2 separate regions of the Sus scrofa genome follow, and region 2 is linked to region 1. Evidence: chromatin contacts called from public HiChIP or PLAC-seq data. All regions are on one chromosome and are shown on one strand. The core of a region is the stretch at or near the end of the contact, and the rest is flanking DNA. Distances in the headings are between cores, read along the strand shown.

The links. HiChIP or PLAC-seq counts read pairs in DNA pulled down with a chosen protein or histone mark.
Region 2: a contact with region 1 is called in an H3K27ac HiChIP or PLAC-seq map of skeletal muscle, with 6 times the contacts expected there. The contact joins two enhancer-like sites. A contact is called at or near these places in 6 of 47 Hi-C or Micro-C datasets (brain, epiblast stem cells, fetal heart ventricle and 3 more) and 2 of 2 datasets of contacts at active chromatin or transcription factors (alveolar macrophages and skeletal muscle).

The regions. Positions count from the first base shown.
Region 1 is chr8:29,757,382-29,763,176 of Sscrofa11.1, reverse strand. LOC106504622 (a long non-coding RNA gene) reads right to left here. Exons shown (of 3, transcript XR_002346602.1): 2 at 4,283-4,355. Among named protein-coding and RNA genes, the nearest start is that of MIR9840, 210 kb to the right of the region's middle. Within about 2 kb of position 2,991, at least 17 of the 83 cell types and tissues checked have an H3K27ac peak or open chromatin away from gene starts, as enhancers often do. A contact at or near this core is called in skeletal muscle, where this site is marked.
Region 2 is chr8:30,105,329-30,111,123 of Sscrofa11.1, reverse strand. No RefSeq gene overlaps it. Among named protein-coding and RNA genes, the nearest start is that of TLR10, 27 kb to the left of the region's middle. Within about 2 kb of position 3,708, at least 33 of the 83 cell types and tissues checked have an H3K27ac peak or open chromatin away from gene starts, as enhancers often do. A contact at or near this core is called in skeletal muscle, where this site is marked.

The DNA of each region.
Region 1 (5,795 bases), core at 1,742-4,241:
GGTTTCTTTTTCTCCTTGGTTTCCTAGCCACACTTATTTTGAAAAATGTTAACTCTTCTTTAGCTGAATTACAGCATAAAGGGTATGCTTACACCTTAGCTCAGAAAAATAAAGAGGTAAAAAGCATCCACCGCCTTGGCATGAGTGAAGGTACAATCCAATTTCTCCATTCTGTCAGAGGGTCATTCGGGCTTAGGGGTCAGCCAAATGCTCTTTAGTCCCTGTTCCTTTGATGATGGCTTTAGACAAGTTAACTTCTCTGAGCCTCAATTTCCTCATCTGTAAAAAGAGGACAATAACCATATCCACCTCACAGGACTGTGTGATAATAAAGATAAAATAAGTTAACAGGATTGTGGCAGAGCTGCTATATGTCCACCTATAATATCTCTTCCCTTCTTTTTTCTAGTAATCAATTTTTACCTGGGAACATGGCAGTATGAAATAGAGACTACATCTCTGAGTATCTATGCATCTAGCAGTTCCATTTGACTAAATTCTGGCCAATGAATTACACATGGAGATGCGGTGGTCCCCTTACAGGAAGATCCTTAAACTGGAAAAAAAAAATCCTTCTATCTTCTTCTTTTTCTTGCTGATTAGAATGTGGAAGTGATGGCTGGAGCTGAAGCAGCCTTCTTGGTCCAGGAAGCAGCACACAAATGATGGTAGATGAACAAGAAGGAAAAAGCCTGAATTCCTGTAAAGTTTGAGGAAGCCATTTTACAGCCTTTAAATGCCTACCTTGGGATTCATTACAAAAGAGGAATGAACAAACTTTTGAAAAAAAAAAATCCATTCTGAAGGAGTCTTACTCATCATTGAACTAAAATCGAACTAGGGCTGTAAAGTATGCAGAGTGATTAGCCCAGTGTAGGTAAGATCTTGCTATCATTTTTCTGCTTTTTAGGAAATACATGTCAACGTTCTCAAAAATACAGACATAAAGCAGATGGACTAAAAGGGCCAGAGAGGGAGTACTGGCCCATCCCTTCCTAGCCTTAGCACCACTCCCAAGGCCATGTGAATGAGACAAAAAATACAGCCTTTGCCAGGCTGAGGCTATGGGACACCAGCACAGGCAGGAACACCCAGCCTCCTGGCCTGACTTGATTCCCTCTGCTAAGCCTCTCCTCTAGGCAGCACTATGACCTGCAGAAGGGGGAAAAGGACAGAAAGAGCCCCATGAACCACACAAACTTTGGACATAAGTAGACCTGGGTTTTTCCCCTGGCTTCTCCACCCCCTTGCCGTGTGACTTTGGGCTAGCTACCAGCCTCTCTGAGCCCCTGTCTCACGTTAAAATGGAACATGGGATAATACCTGCCCCTTGGGGTTGTCGTAAGACACAAACACAATGTCAGTCAAGGTCTGAACATGGTCTGACATAAGTATTTGGTAAATGTTTAGAAATGAAACCTGAACTTCAGCTCTTACCATTCCCAACCCTAGCCCCAGGCTTCATCCAGAGCCGTTTACTAACTGCCGCAGGAGAATCTGTCCTCTCCCCACACTGTGCCTCGTGCTCACTCCATCTCTACCCAGAGCTCCACCACTGCCTTCCGTCTCTCCTCACCTTCCACAAATGTCAGGGCAGCCTTCAGCCCTCCTTGACTTCCAGCCCTAGGCGATCTCTCGCCCGCTCCTCTGAAAGGCGCCAGCATTTGAGGTCCAATCACTCGTTAACATTTACTGCCTTGTATTGGGGTTGAATTTTGGAGTGCATGTCTCGTCTTGCCAGCCTTACCTTAGGCTCTGCAAGGGTGTGGCTCATGCCTTTTCCTCCTTCTATCCCCTCAGCTCTCAACCCAGTGAACACTCACCTCTGGGAAACTTGCTCAACTAGGAAACCAAACCAATTACCCAGAGCCCTCTAACGAATTTCTTTTTTGGAATCCTTTTTGAACCTACATGCCTGTCACTCCTCTTTCAAAGCACGTTGACCATGGTGCCTTCCTGTGATGTCATCAGGGGCTCAGTTAGCTGTGCATGGATGGTATCCAGCTGAGGTCTGGTGGCACAGATCGCTTGGCTGAACTTGGCCTTGATGAGTCATGGGGGAAAGGGGTTGGAGGGAAAGGTGAGAGGGGACTTCATTTAGGAGCAATTCATTACTCCGACCAAGGAAAATAATTTTATAAACATCTTATGGGTGATAAGTCCACACGACTCTTTGAAATCTGGGAGTACAGCAAATTTATCTTCTGAAAGAGGACTATTGCAATGTAAGCCAACACTGTTATTTCAAATATGAGAATGCCTGGTTTTTTTAAGCAGATATGTTGGACTTGCTGCCTGTGCATGTGCATAATTTGCAGGCTGCCTCTAATGGATCAAGAAAAGGAACAGGGCAACAATAGGGCTGAGCTGGTAGCTTTGCGATGGGTGTCCCCCTGGACAGGAGGCCCTAGCTTTCTCCAAGCAAGCTAGAAGGGCCCCCAAGAGTGTAAGGTCATTCCAGCTGCAGAGTGGGTAGGAAATAGTACAAAAGAAATTCCAGGGCCACCACTATCGCTTTTTAGGTAATTGAAGACTCATCAGGGCTGCTCATTAAAAATATAAATTCCCTGGTTTCTAACCTCACCCCCCGACCCCCCAGTGGTTCAGGAGGTCTATGGCAGGACTCAGGAATCCGCATTTCTACCAAAACGGCAGCACTACTGTCTTCACTCCTACAGTCGCTCTACCTTAGATGTGGCAATAATAAAGCACTAATGAGTTAATCATCTCGCTTAAAATATAGACAGGGCAGTAATTGGAGTATAATTTTGGACCAGAGACCCTCCCATCCCAGAGATGTGGGTGGCTGGCTTGGCCAAGGGAGCTCACACCAAAGGGTTTGGTGTGGGGGAGGGTTCGGGGCAGGGCCTGGAAGTGCTCCCCAACCGTGGACAAGAGAAGTATGTTGGCCACCAGCTGTTCTGGGAGAGTGACTCATCAGCCTATGTGGCAGTAACCGCGGCTGGTGGAATGAGTCCCTGGACCGTGGGGGGCGACGGGGGAGGTGACGGCTGTGGCTGGAGAGAGCAGTGCATTCCAGAGGAGAACCAGACCTCCTGCAAGGATGCCAATCTGTGCTGTCAGTCACTTTGGCAGTGATGAAGGAGGCAGAGGGAGGGACAAATGAGCGGTCTCAGCAAGACGGCAGAGGCACCATTTAGTCACTGGCATTAAAGCCCTGTGTCCACTATCCCCCGGACTCGGCCTGCCTCCTCCTCTTCCCCACCCTTCAATCTGGTCCCCTCCAGGCTTTAATGTCTTCCAGGCACCCACTCCCTTCGTGTCCCTGCTGTTACAGACATCATTCCCTGTCTGCATATTCCCCCCACGATGCCCTGAGCTCAAGACTCATCACCATCCTTCCGACAGCCACTGATGTGTTCTCTCCAAAAATGAAAATCCAAGCTTGTTGTTCGCTTGCGTAAAAGCCTCAGTGGACCTTGACCATCACTGTGCATCAGAATCACCCAGGGGCTTGTTATAAAACACAACACAGGGCCCCAGCTGGAATGTCCTTCCGTCTTCCACATTTTCCTCCTTTGCCCACTGAACTCCTGACCCTGTAGAATCTGTGATGCCTTCTCCATCCCCTCGCCCTCATCTTCACTCCACCTCCCCCACCGCCATCCCCGCGATCCTCAGCAACACACACCGAGTGCTTGCGCTGGTACATCCCATTGACAACCACAGGGGAAAAAAAAATATCCATGATGTGGGTCTCATTATTCTTCCCACCTTACAGAGATGTTGAAACCAGGGCTTGGGTAGGTTTAGAAACTTGCCCCCGTCACACAGCTAGAAAACGATGAAGCCAGGATTCAATCGTAGCAGCCTGTACCCAGCACCTGGGCTCTTAACTCCTGCAAGTACCAACTCGTCCAGATGGAATTAAGTCTTTCTTCCTCCGTGCTCTCAGAACACTCTTCTTGTCACTTCCAGATGAAAACCCACATCCAACAGGACGTAAGGTCTTGCTTCCCAGATTGAGTTCCTCAAGGGTGGGTCCTCACCTTGGTGTCCTAAGCCCAGCCCATAGAGGGAACTCCATGTGGGGTGAATGCACAACTGAATATTTCCACTAGAGTGTTGGCAAATGTAAAGTAAAACTCTTGCTGGGCCATGAGAAATGAGAACTATTTCAGAAGATCACTCAAGTTCCTTGTAATATACCAAGTCAACACGCAGGTACCATTTTACATCGGAGATTCATAGCTATCACTCTATTTCAGGAGAAACCCTAAGAAATATGAAAATTCAAAAAACGTGATTGCCATTAACTTACCATTTTGCCCATTTCCATCTTGGCTCCCCTGATTATATCTTTTAAACGTGTTCACAGTGAGTGGAGGTTTCCCCTGGAATAGCACAAAGGCAGAGGTGTCTGCACAGTAGCTTTTTTGTTTGTTTGTTTGTTTTTGCTTTTTAGGGCTGTACCCACAGCATATGGAGGTTCCCAGGCTAGGGCTCAAATCGGAGCTGCAGTCACCAGCCTATGCCAGACACAGCAACATGGGATCCAAGCCACGTCTGCAACCTACACCACAGCTCACAGCAACTCCAGATCCTTAACCCACTGAGCGAGGCCAGGGATCAAATCCCAAAACCTCATGGTTCCTGGCTGGATTCATTTCCGCTGCGCCATGACGGGAACTCTTGCACGGTAGTTTTACAAGAAACTTTGGTTCAGTCTTTTCTGCTGGTCTAGAAAAATACCCTTGGGAAGTCACCATTTTAAACCAAAAAAAAAAAAAAAAATTATAGATGCATGCAAATTAGAGTGAAATTTCATGTGTGTTTGGAACCAAGGCCAAAACAATGTTTTCTGTAAATAAGCACCATTCACAAGAGAATATCAATTATCTTCTATATACAAATCCAATGTAGAGACAAAAGTGAACTTTTTGCTTCTTTCTTTTACTAGGAAGGAAGCTGTTGCCAGCCAGCCCTCGGGTTATCTCTCCTGCTGCAAAAGTTTTCTTTCCCAGGTTAAGAAATTATAGTTTGGGTTGAGGAAGGAAAAAAAAAAAATGAGAGAATGCTACACCATGGAGAAAAAATGACCTGTCAGCACCCAGTTATTCCAGAACTAGTGCATGCTTCAGAACTCCTCCCCAGGCTCTCCCTGGGCTTCGGGCCATGCAGTGCCAAAGGTATTGTTTCTTTTCCATCTGACTTCAAGGCCCCTGTCAAAATGCACCTTAAGTGAACAGACTGTCAACGTGAGTGCCTTATTAAAGGCACCTGAAGGCCAAGCGTCCACCGGCACTGTTCTGGAAGGCAGAGATACAGTAAAAAAGCCACATCTCTTCCCCCCTGCAGTGTACATTGTAATTCTCTTACTACCAACTCTACAAACTCCTGTTCTCTCTGGCAGGTTTTGGACCTGGGATAGCTGACTGTCTGGGCTTCTGTGTCTTCACTCAAGGCCTTCTCCCACCTGCAGAGGCCCAGGGCCGGGCCCCCTCCTCAGTGGCAATGTGGAAGCTTTTAGCTCCTTTGACCCAGTAGGCAGAGAGGTGACTTTGTTCTACAACTCCCTGAGGACGGTTTTCCCCACCCTACAAGGCAGTGAGCACAGATCTTGCAGGGAAGCCTGGAGTACTAAGCATTCGGTCAGCAGGAGGAAAGAAAAAAAAAAAACCAACACTTTTCCAGCCCCGGCCTGTTAAGGACATGGTCTCAGACATTTCCTGCCTGAGCCTCAGCAGCTTTCCTCCGCCTGCACGCATGCTCCCCCTACTGCCTGATGCTGGCAACCGCACCCCTGGCTCCAGGAGACCCAGGAACGCCCCAGC
Region 2 (5,795 bases), core at 2,459-4,958, 350 kb before region 1:
CTCTGAAAACTACAAGCCACTGATGAAAGAAATCAAAGAGGACACAAATAGATGGAAAGATACACCATGCTCGTGGATTGGAAGAGTTAATATTATCAAAATGACTATACTACCTAAGGCAATCTACAGATTCAATGCAATCCCTGTCAAATGACCAAGGACATTTTTCACAGAACTCGAACAAAATATGTTAAAGTTTGTTTGGAAGCACAAAAGACCCAGAATAGCCAAATACATCCTGAAAAAGAAAATGGAGCTGGAGGAATCAGGCTCCCTGACTTCAGACTATACTACAAAGCAACAGTCATCAAAACTGCATGGTACTGGCACAAAGACAGAACTATAGATCAGTGGAACAGGATAGAAAGCCCAGAATTCAACCCACACACCTACAGCCAACTAATCCATGACAAAGGAGGCAAGAATATACAATGGAGAAAGGACAGCTTGTTCAATAAGTGGTGCTGGGTAAACTGGACAGCCACATGGAAAAGAATGAAATTAGAACGCTCCCTAACACCATACACAAAAATAAACTCCAAATGGATTAAAGACCTAGATATAAGACCAGACACTATCAAACTCTTAGAGGAAAACATAGGCCAAATACTCTCTGACATAAATGACAGCAACATCTCAGATCCACCTATCAGAGTATTGACAATAAAAAGAAAAATAAACAAATGGGACCTACTCAAACTTCAAAGTTTCTGCACAGCAAAGGAAACCCTAAACAAAACAAAAAGACAACCCACAGAATGGGAGAAAATCTTTGCAAGTGAATCCACTGACAAGGGATTAATCTCCAATATGTATAAGCACCTTCTGCAGCTCCATACCAAAAAAACAAACAAGCCTATCAAAAAATGGGCAGAAGATCTAAACAGACAATTCTCCAAAGAAGGCATACAGATGGCCAAAAAACACATGAAAAGATGTTCAACATCACTCATTATTACATAAACGCACATCAAAACCACTATGAGGTACCACCTTACACCAGCCAGAGAATGGCCATCATCCAAAAGTCTACAAACAAGAAGTGCTGGAGAGGGTGTGGAGAAAAAGGAACGCTAGTACACTGTTGGTGGGATTGTAAATTGGTGCAACCACTGTGGAAAACAGTATGGAGATTCCTCAGAAAACTAAACATAGAACTACCATTTGATCCAGCAATCCCACTCCTGGGCATCTATTCAGAGAAAACCACAACTTGCAAAGACACATGTACTCCAATGTTCATTGCAGCACTATTTACAATAGCCAAAACATGGAAACAACCGAAGTGCCCATCGACAGAGAAGTGGATCAAGAAGAAGTGGTACATATACACAATGGAATATTACTCAGCCATTAAAAAGAATGAAATACTGGCATTTTTAGCAACATGGATGGACCTAGAAATTATCATGCTAAGTGAAGTCAGCCACACAATGAGATACCAACATCAAATGCTTTCACTGACATGTGGAATCTGAAAAAAGGACAGACTGAACTTCTTTGCAGAACAGATGTTGACTCATAGACATTGAAAAACTTATGGTCTCCGGAGGAGACAGTTTGGGGGGTGGAGGGATATGCTTGGGCTGTGGGATGGAAATCCTGTGAAATCAGATTGTTATGATCATTAGACAACTACAGATGTGATAAATTCATTTGAGTAATAAAAAAAATTCACATACCATTCACTTCACCATTTTGAAGTTTAAAAAAACAAAAAAACAAAAACCAACCATCCTCAAAATCTCAATGGTTTGTAGCAATAGAATGTTACTTTCCTAACCCACAGGTCTGTTGATGGTCCAGGGTGGTTCTGTTTCAGACTTCAGGTCTGGTTAGGTCTGTTCCCTGTACCTCTCATTTGAAGACAGCAGCTGCTAGTTAGGGAAGGCTCTTCTGGTGATAGCTGGCAAAGCAAAACACACCAGCACATTCGGCATTTCTGGTTGAGCCTCACATAGGTTACTCTGCATTCCATTGGCCTTTGGCCAATGAAAGTCACATGCTCATGCTGTTGTGGACATGCATGGTCTGCCTACTCTACCAGCAGCCACTGCAAAGTCACCATAGAAAGGGTAGCCATGGGTTTATATTATCCCATTATAAGGAGAGCGTGAAGTTGGAACCATTGACTTACCGGGGTTAACCAGAAAAATAATAAAACATTAACAGAAATTAATTTTAATTAATTTTAACGCAATCGAATCTATCTTTTCCGTCATAGTGTGTGCTTTCCAAGTCTTGTTTAAGAAATTCTTCTTTGCTGTATGTTAAGTTTATCTCAAAACTGAAAGAGAAAACAAAAAAGAAATTCTTCTTTGACCCAGGAACATCATTGTCTTCTTAATTTGGTTTTTCACCTCTAAGTCTTTAGTCCAGGATCTGGGTAAGGGATCTAATTTTGAATTTTTGCCAGTGGCTGACCTATTGCCCCAGCATTGTTTTTTGAGTAATTCATCCTATTCCAACTGATCTGTAAAAACACGTTTGCTGCATATCGGGTTTCCATAAATAAGGAAGTGTCTTTCTGGACTCTGTTTTGTTTCACTATTCTGTTCGTCAGCTTTTGGCTGATACTCCACTCTTCAATTATCTGCTCTTTAATTACCACTTAGAATCAGCTTGTCAAGTTCCATATATATATATAGACACACTCTAAAAGTACCCCTCAACATTTTGTTTGGCATTTCTTTGAATAAAAGATTAAAAACATCTTCAAGATAATAAATTTTCCTCTCTGTGAACACAGAATCTCTCTCCACTTATTTGGGTCATCTTGAATTACATTCACTAAAATTTTATAACTTTCTGCTTAAAGTATACCATTACTTGTCAGATTTATTCCCAGATATCTTGTTTTCTGCTATTTTAAATGATATAAAATGCAGTCTTTTTAAAACGGTGTCTTTTAATGATTTGCTGCCATTTATTGACTATAATCGGTTTTTGTATGTTGACCTCAAAGCCAGTGACCTTTATCTTAACAGCTAATTCATTGAATCCTCACTATGGGCCAGCACTGTTCCAAGCATTTTATGTGTATGCACTGCCTTCAATCTCACAACGACGCTGTGAAGGAGCTTTTCGTCTAACTATTTAGAGAGGAGAGAGATGAAGTCCAGAGAAGTGCAGAGAGGTTCAGTAAATTGTTTAAGATCATACGTGCTGGAGCCAGTGCTCCAACTCCTTCACTATCCAAGGCTATAAGCATAACAATATTCATCTCTTAACCTTAAGCTCTTCCATTAGAGCTGATAATTTGCCTGTTTATTCTCTTAAGTTTTCCATGCAAATATCAAGAATAATAAATATTTAAAAAATCAACCAGCAAACATATGGTTAAAGGCCTATTAAAGCAGGTCAAGGGGGGGTGTGTGTGTGTGTGTCTGTGTGTGTGTCTGTGTGTGTGTCTGTGTATATATGTGTGTGTGTCATTGTCTGGGTGTGTGTGTGTGTCTCTGTGTGTGTGTGTCTGTATGTCTGTGTCTGTGTCTGTGTGTGTGTGTGTGTGCTAGGAGGAGGAACTTTATGAAGGGCAGCATTCTCAAAGCGAATGGAATTCCTGGAGCCCATAGATGGCTTGTGTTCTTCCCAAGGAGCAAGGAATTTCTGGCCTTGCAGCATGTCGTCAAGCCAGGCCATCCTCAGAGAAGCCTGCAGGCTCCGGGGAGGCCTGCGTGAGGAAAGAGGCCCAGGGCCAAGCCCAACAGAGAGTGTCAAGTGACAGGCCTGTTCCTTCCCCACCCTCCACCCCCAGATGGGGCTGAATCAAAGGGCCATTCAGGCCCCTCCCTTTGACGGCCCAGGCGCTGGGGCAGTCCCCTGAGGCCGCAGTGCAACAATCCCACGGGCTTCTGCTCCAAACAGGCTTGTGTTAGAAACCACAATATACTTGGCTTCGGTTTTACGCGCATTGCTTTCCTGGTGTTGGGGAAAAAAAAAAAAAAAAAAGAATTAGAAGAATGAAAATGAGCGGTCTTGGGGGATGGGAATTCTTTTTCCAGTCTAGTGAATGAGTTTAATAAGTGGAAAAATAAAACTACTCTCCAGGAAGGGTCTTTGGAAGGGTTACTAGGCCACGGTAATTAAAAGCAAATTAAAAGGCTATATTATTCATGCAGCCTCAACCGCCTCTCTCAGCCCTGAGGGAACTGAGCCTACAGCAGGGCTTCGAGGGAGAGGGAGGGCGGGAGGGGGTGGGACCCAACTCCTCAGCCCTGTGGGCTGGTAACCCTTAAGCAGAGGTAGGGACACCCACCCCTGCGACATCCCGCCCAAATTCATGATTTAGGGAACTGACTGAAAAGCCCCCCAAACCCCACCACACCTCAGACACTTGGTCACACATTTCCAAGGAATGTTTTCTAGTGCTTTGCCTAGTGTTTAAAATTGAAAATAAAAACCAGAGTTCCTGCTGTGGCACAACAGGATCGGCAGCATCTTGGGAGCGCTGGGATGCAGGTTCTATCCCCAGCCTGGATCAGTGGGTTAAGGATCTGGCATTGCTGCAGCTGGAGCTTAGGTCGCGACAGTGGCTTGGATCAGATCCCTGGCCTGGAAACTCCATATGCTGCGGGGCAGCCAAAAAAGAAAAAAAAAAAAAAAAAAACCCCAAACCTACCTTGGATGTGGGTCGTCTTCGTCCAGTCCCTTGAATCTCTCTGAATCTGTTTCCTGTCTGTACAGGGAAGGTGCAAAAACTGGACCAGTTCTTTTCAAACGGTGCTCTCCTGAGTCCTCTCTGGAGCCTGGTGCGGGGAGGGGAAAGGAAGTATGAATGGAACTATTTAGCCCATACCTGATTCTGCCGTCTTTGACCTCAGACCGTTGTCAACACAGTTCTAACACGCCTGATTCTAGGACATCTGCCTCTGTCAGCCACCCCAGGAGGCCCCACAGGTTAGAGCCACTGGCTCTGCACGGTTTGGTCTATAGGGCCACCTTGAAGGAGGTGTGGGAGGTTCCCACCCACACGTCTCTCAAGGAGGCCAAGGAAGATGGACGTGCAGGGGGTGGTGTGAGACCCCAGGCAGCCCTGTGGCCTGGGTTCAGTGGGATCCTGCACATCCACATCTGCATGTTCACAAACTCAGATGAGATTTTGCATATGATCCTGAAACAGTTTCCCTGACAAAACTTTTTTGAACTCCAAAGTTGGGTCATGATGCTTTTCTTTTTTTTTCTTTTTTTTTTTTTTTGTCTTTTCTAGAGCCGCACCCGTGGCATGTGGAGGTTCTCAGGCTAGGGATCGAATCAGAGCTATAGCTGCTGGCCTACACCACAGCCACAGCCATGCCAGATCCGAGCCGTGTCTGCAACCTACACCACAGCTCATGGCAACACCGGATCCTTAACCCACTGAGCAAGGCCTGGGATCGAACCTGAAACCTCATGGTTCCTAGTCGGATTCATTAACCACTGAGCCATGACGGGAATGCCAAGGGTCATGATGCTTTTCCAAAGCACCCTGGTTATTCACGACCCTAGAACTGAAAATGTTCTAGGCTGTTGACCTGTTCTCTTCTATCCTTCCTCTGGTCCTGAGATCAGAAACCGTGGCTTTTTGCTCTAAATCCCTAGGACCTGGCAAAGTCCCTGCCACACAAAGGCGATTGTATTTTCCAAAAATAGCAACAGCAATATTTCCAGTGTTACACGTTCCTCCATAAAGTTTCCACTCCCCATCAGGAGAAAGCTTCTATTTCTCCTCCCCCAAGACCTGGGTTGGGGAAGGTGGACTCTGTGACTGCCTCGATAAATAGAATCCTAGAATCCGGCAGAATGTTTGGCTTCCA